Linked DNA regions of Capra hircus: region 1 is linked to region 2. A link is a contact called in public Hi-C data. All regions are on one chromosome and are shown on one strand. Each heading gives the region's core, a stretch centred on a gene start, on an enhancer-like site or on the middle of the called end of the contact. The rest is flanking DNA. Distances are from core to core; before and after follow the strand shown. Region 1 has its middle 27 kb from the start of PIGM. Region 2 holds the start of IGSF9 (protein turtle homolog A).

Region 1 (3,244 bases), core at 390-2,889, 67 kb before region 2:
AAGTGGAGGTTTTAATGAAATGAGAATTCATGGATCTGTGACCTTATGATATTGGTTGCTCTGATAGCTATTAGTTGAAAGAATAATTTAAAAAGTGTTCTGGATCTAACTTCACATGTAAAGTAAATTTCGTTATATCTTTCTATGTAAACCCACCTTACACTAACACTTAACTTCTGTTTCTCAGAATTCTTAAGGTTTCAAATAGTTAAGGAAATGCAGTTTTATAATGATAGAATCCCATTGCAGCACCACATGCTCCATAGTCCAGATTCAGAGAAACCTCAACAATTCAAGGACTGGTTTGATTAGACGCGTGATGTGCTGGCTACTTTGAAGGTTGCCGTGGTGTTCAGGGAGAAGCAAAGAGGCCACCAGGATCACTGTCACTATCCCCTTAAAAGAAAACTCCCTAGGCTCCCCTGAGGTCCACTGGGGCTGCTGCAGTTGCCGATGCTGACCAAGGGCACAGGCGTGGCACCTCAGGGGATAGGCCAGTTTGCGCACCTGTGCAGTGGGGGCTTCAGTTCTGCAGGGCATGATTTGCCCATGAGGCACGGGAATCATGTGTCTAGGGGCCACGATATTGAGTGGGAGGGGCTCATGAAGACTATTTAAATTTAAATTCTTTTGAAATCAAAATAAATGTAATTATAAAAATGAATAATGAATTCATTGTATATTACATTTGTTTTTATACTGACAGTCTTGAACTATAATTTTTAAAAAAATTATTTTTAACTGAGCAAGAGGCTGACAAAGACCAAAATGCCTATGGCCCACGAAAGTCGTAATGTATCCCTGAGTTATATTCCAAGAGTCCTAAATTTACTGTCAGGGGAGACGGAGATGAGGGGAAAAGTTGGAAGAAGAGGATTCCTGTCCAGAAGGCAGACACTGGTCTGGGACCCGAGGTGGACATTGGGTGAAGTCGTGGTCCATCTGGGCTCGGGCGAACTGTGCAGGAGGTGGCGTGGGCATCTATACTGGCCTGGCCACACAAAGACCTTGACCTCATAGCCACTAGCTTCTAGCCTCTGAGCTGCCTCCCAAATCTTCATAAGGGGATCATTTACTCCCCTTGCTGTGGTCTCCAAAACAGCTTGTGATCGGTGCAACATCACAGATCTGGACTGGTGGACTCAGGGTGGGGATCTGGGTGTTTCCTCTCATACAGATTGGGGGCTGGGGGCGAGGGGCATTTCAGGAAAACCAGTTGCTTGAACCAACTTTTCCCTCCTTGGGCAGTAACCTTTGGAGCAGTTCTGAGATTTCCAGGCAGGTGTCTCTACCTGGACCTCCAGGATACAGGGGATCACCCCCTGGGTGAATTGTAGGCCTTGATGGTTAATGTAGAGAACCTTTTGCTGTGGGCGAGAGAGGAAGGTTGTTTCCAGCTTTCTCTCCCCAGACAGTGACACTGCGGTCTGACACCCTACGCCCTATGGCCTGACCTTCTGGGGGTGGCCCCGGTACCTTCTGGGCTGGCAATCCAGAGCTGGGGTCTTCAAGGGCTTTCCCCCAGGAGGGGTGGGAAGTTGGGGGTGGGGAGGGGGATGGCGGCGGGTTGCTGGGTTCCTCGGTGGGGCGTGCAGTGGAGATTCTGTCCACCAGGTGGCGCTGGGCCAGCTCCAGCAGCCCCTCCCATCCGAGGAAACAGCCTGATGGTGTGTGGGAAACAGCGTCCATCCATCATGTCAGGGTCCCAGGATTAAGTGGTGGTTATTCGACCACTGGGGTCACCAAGGCAGCGCTTACCCTCTGGCCTCTCCTTGATCCCTTCATTGGGCTGGCTCTGGTGGGACGTAAGGGGAGGAGTTACTACCGCTTTCATTTCTATGTTCATTTACGGTTTCATCTTTCAGCCTTTATGGAGCCAGGACTGGGTACAGATGAGTAATATGTGGTCCCTGCCTTTAAGACGCTCAAAGGTAGGGGAGAAAGCAAACAGACCATTGGCGCACAGTCACAAATGCTGGGCTAGACATCTGCCCAGAGGACTGGCGGGAGCTGTGAGGCTCGTGCCGGACAGAGCAGGGCAGGCCTCGTCCGGAAGGTGAGTCTCGAAGGGTGAGAGGGGCCAGCCAGGTGAGAAGGCAGGGAAGGACATGTGAGGCCCTGTGCCATGGAACACAGTGCTGGGGCCGGCCAGCTCCAGGTAAGGCCAGGCTTAGGGTCCCAGGTGGGGACTGAAAATCCCCATCTCTCGTGGAGAGAGGCAGGGTTGCAGGTTGGTATGCCCAAGAGCCAGGATTCCCCTGCCAGCAGGCGGGAAATTATTGCAAGATTTCCTCAAGGGAGAGACACAGTCCGATTTGAATTATACAAAGATTGACTCTGGGAGAGGTGAGGAGATGGGAGCTGGAGGCAGGGGAGCCTGTTAGAAGGTGATTTGATAAGTTAAGCCACAGCTCAGTCACCTCAGAGCCCTCTTGCACACACTCACCCTTGTTTCGCTTTTCTGGTGCCCATTATCTTTAGCCTGGTTCACAAGTGCTGGGGCCCTAAGTGTCAGTCGCTCAGTCGTATCTGACTCTTTGCAATCCCATGGACTGTAGCCCATCAGGCTCCTCTGTCCGTGGAATTCCCCAGGCAAGAATACTGGAGTAGGTTGCCATTCCCTTCTCCAGGGGATCTTCCTGGCCCAGGGATCAAACCCAGGTCTCCTGCATAGCAGGCAGATGCTTCACCATCGGAAGCACCAGAGATCCTCAAATTGTTTCCATTTCTCCGCCAGTGAAACACGAATAGCTGACCTCCCAGGTGAGGCTGGGCGGGTGAGAGGGTTGGTGGGACTGGTGGTCAGGGAGCCATTCACAGTGCAGCCCCCTCTGCAGTCCTGGTGCCCATGGTCTAAGCCACTGAGGAAGGGAGGGGCAGGGGCCTGGGAGGCGCAGCGTCAGCCCGATTTGGGGACGAGCAAAAGAGAACAGCAGACCCCAAAGTGATCAGAATCAGGCGTACATGCTCCCAGGAAGGGCAAGGACACCTTTGCCACGGAGGCTGCAGAGACTCAGAGGCCGGGGTGTATGACCAGGGAGGGTCGAGCAGCCAGCCACCCCCTTGCCCTAGTCCTTTGTTCTGTGTGGCATGTGATCTGGTTTAATTACCTGAATCGCCACCCAGCGCCTGCTTTTCCCTTTTCCCAACAAGGTCTGGCCCCCTGGTGTCTGTTTCATTGGCCCCCAGGGAGGCCCCAGAGGCTGGTAGTGAACGTCAGCCCTGGGTCACAGTTCTCCCAGAC
Region 2 (3,301 bases), core at 476-2,975:
TCGGCAAAGTGATGTCTCAGCTTTTACCCTATCTAGGTTGGTGATAGCTTTTCTTCCAAGGAGCAAGCATCTTTAAATTTCAGATTTGTGGTAGGGAAGGAGTCATGACCCTGCATCCCCAAGACAGCACCAAGTTGAGGAAGCAGAGAAGGCTGCAGGGCTGACATGCAAGATGTGTTTCTGCCTGAGTTTGAAGTCCCCAAGGTGGGTGGGTTTGACGGAGTCTAGGCTGGGATTCACTCCAGCTCTGCCCTGTGTTCTTGGGGAGGTTACTTCACCCTGTAGTACCTCAGTTTTCTTATTTGTCACACGGAGCTTTACATACTTCACAGAGTTTCCGTACAGGTCACATAGGAGTCCTGAAGCATGTAGTCCAGGGTCTGGCTCCCTGCAGGGGCTCAATAAGTGATCGTTTATTTCAGTCCTCCTCTCCCAATCTCCCGTGCCAGGATGTCTCTCTCTAGTTTCTTCCCTCTGGACTCGTTTCTCTGGGTGGTTGGTGCTGGGAGCTGACTTGGCAACCTCAGGCTGGGAGCGCTGCCTTCCGCTCTGCACACAGTGGGAGGCGCCTGGGCAAGATTTGGGAGCTCGCCAGTGCAGACAGGTATTTCCAGTCCGGCCAGAGAAGAATAAGTGGAGGTGGAGGTGGCGATGGGGATGGGGGAGGTGATCAGAGGGGCGGGGTGGATCCCCTGGGAGGAGGGCGGGGAGTCCTGCTCCCTGCCTGGTGCTTCTGCCCGCCAGGTTCGAGTTTCAACCCTGGCTGCCGCATCTGCGGTTAAGCCCGTTAGGCGAAGGGAGGACGTCTAAGGTGGCTTACCCAGGAAGGAAGGAGTGCAAGGAACCAGCTACGGGTCAGCTCCTGCGACCCCGGGAGCCCGGGCCTTGACCCGCTTAGCCGCGCAAGCTTGCAGCGGGAAGCGGCCGACCGATCGGTCTTTCCACGCTTCGTTGTATCGAGCTCCACCAGGGGGCGACCCGGGCCCACGTGCCACGGAGCCCTGCTCTCCTGAAACTACAATTCCCAGGCCGCTCGGGGGTCGCGCCCGCCTAGCCTCGCCTTCTGCTAGCTCCAATTGGCCGCCGCGGGAGGGGGATTGGCGGTCTCCAGGGCGACGGGAGGCGCTCGGGGCATCCGAGGCGGGGAGGCGGGCCCGCCCCCTATTGTGTAGCTGGAAGAGTGAGGCCGAGCGGTGCGGAGCAGGTGAGGGCGGGGGTGTTCTGGGGGCAATGGAATGGGGGTGCCAGCGAGGGGATGAACAGTGCAGGAGTTATGGGGGACAGGAGAAAGCGGGGGAATTGTGGAATTCTTTGGGGGAGCAGAACTAGGGGAGTTCTGGGGAGTGAAGTGGAATTCTTGGTGGGTGGATGATGACTCCGGAGAACTGGGGGAGTTCGGAAGTAGTGTGTGTGTGTGTGTGTGTGTAGGTGGGGAGGGAGGTTCGTTCTTGGTGGGTTCCAGACGCAAGGAGGAGTTCCAGGGGTCCGGAGACGGCAAGGGAGAAGAGAATTGAAGGCGGGGTATCAGAAGTGTATTGTGGGCTGAGGCAGGAGCATTCCACGGAGGAGAGGATGGGAGAAGTGGGCGGGTGGCGATTCTGGGGGAGACCGGGAGTTCCTTGAAGCACCGAGGATCTGGTGCAATTGGAGATCAGGTGCGAAGAGTGGGAATTGTGGGGGGTGGGGAAGGTTGTGAGAAGTGGGGATAACTGGGATGGGAGAATGAGAGGGTGCTGGGTGGGGAGAGCAGGCGAAGCCTAGTGGCGGCAGAAGAGTTGGAAAGCTCTTAGGAAAAACAGAGGGATTCTGGGCAAACCTGGGTTTACTAGGGTTTTCGGAACACTGAACCAGGAGGGAACTGGGAGTTCTTATGCATTTAGAAGAAGATATGTCTGTGACGTATGGGAGAACTTGGGGCAGTGGGAAGCCGGGGGCTGCTTGCTGGTGACTTATCAGGAGTTAGATGTGCAGGGCCCCTCAGTAGAGGCAGGGATCAGGCTGGGGGACATGGGGGAGGTTTTACAGCCTGTCTTGACCTGTGAGGCCAGGAGCGGGGTGGAGGCCTATAGAGCAGAGTCCACTTAGGTCTGCCAGGTCCAAGGCAGCACCACCCCACTGTGACTTCCCTAGATGCTTAGGCCCTGGGGCTGTCAGGACCTCCTCCCCTCCAGCCACCAGGGCTCACTCTGTACACCCTAGGGACTCTTGGGCTTTTTAGCTTCATATGGGCCATGCCTCTGGGGTTGGGGAAGCGAGAGCCTGGCAAACCTTGGGCCCCGAGGATGCTGGAGGGAGAGAAAAATGGGAGGAACTTGGGTCATGGTGTCTGGCAAGACGGAGGGCTGCCTTGGCAGCATCAGGAAGAGGAAGTGGCACCAGCCGCCAGCTCACAAGCCCTGGGACGTGCCCAGACCTGGAGAATGCTGCCTGGGCACCCCCAAACCAGCAGATGGAGAGGGAGCTCCTCTCCCAAGTGTCTGACGCATTCATGGCTAAAGCAGTATTGGGAGGTTGACTGGAGAAAGAGGTACAAGATTCCCAGCTCGTAGGGTTCACAGAGGCTGCAGAAATGAGGCAAGGATCTGTGCGGGGAACTTTCTGGGGGTTTTCATCCCAACTTTGCCTTTGACTGACTGTGTACACCTAAGCAGGTTTCTCTGAGATCCTCACTGTCCTTATATGTCACCGTGGGGTGGAGGTGATAATGCTGGTTCTATCTTGCTCTTTGCTACCTTGTTAATTAGCATCAGGACTAAGGACAGAGGACAGAGAGAAGGCTGGACCATGGGGGCTCTGTGTCTCCCGTACTTAACTGACCAGTCCTTTTCCAAGTATAGAGGAACCCCAGTTCCCTCGTGGCGCAAATTTCCAAGAGCTTGAGTAAAGAGGGTATCCCCAGAATTCCTCAGCTTTTCCTATGATCTTTCCAGCCCTGTGCTTCCCACATGTCCTTACCTGTCTGGTCTCCGCACCCCAGCACTCCCTCGCCCTTCCGCCACTTATCTGCGCTCCTCTTCCCTTCTCTACCTTTGCTCACCTCCGGCTTTTTTCTAACTCCAACTCCGGGAGGAGGGAGGGGTTCCTCTGGTTTCCAACACTGGCCCACTTTGCATGTTGCCTTGCATTTTGCATCTAGATCTGGTGGTGCTCCAGAGAACGGCTTTCTCAGGTGTGACGTGAGCCAAGCCCTAACTGTCCAGAAGAGTGAGCGCTGATCCCTGTGACCTGATCAGAAGGACTGAGGGGCTTGCTGGGCTCTGCACGTCCCCGGGCCCCTCCATCTGGGCCCCTGTGGAGAGGA

Evidence for each region. A called contact is a pair of places that touch in the nucleus more often than the background predicts.
Region 1: a contact with region 2 is called in a Hi-C map of liver, with 3 times the contacts expected there. The contact joins the enhancer-like site here to the promoter of IGSF9 in region 2. A contact is called at or near these places in 2 of 5 Hi-C or Micro-C datasets (blood and liver).

What each region holds. Positions count from the first base shown.
Region 1 is chr3:110,250,141-110,253,384 of ARS1.2, reverse strand. No RefSeq gene overlaps it. Among named protein-coding and RNA genes, the nearest start is that of PIGM, 27 kb to the left of the region's middle. Within about 2 kb of position 1,639, at least 2 of the 5 cell types and tissues checked have an H3K27ac peak or open chromatin away from gene starts, as enhancers often do.
Region 2 is chr3:110,182,920-110,186,220 of ARS1.2, reverse strand. IGSF9 (protein turtle homolog A) reads left to right here and starts at 1,725. Exons shown (of 21, transcript XM_018046365.1): 1 at 1,725-3,301.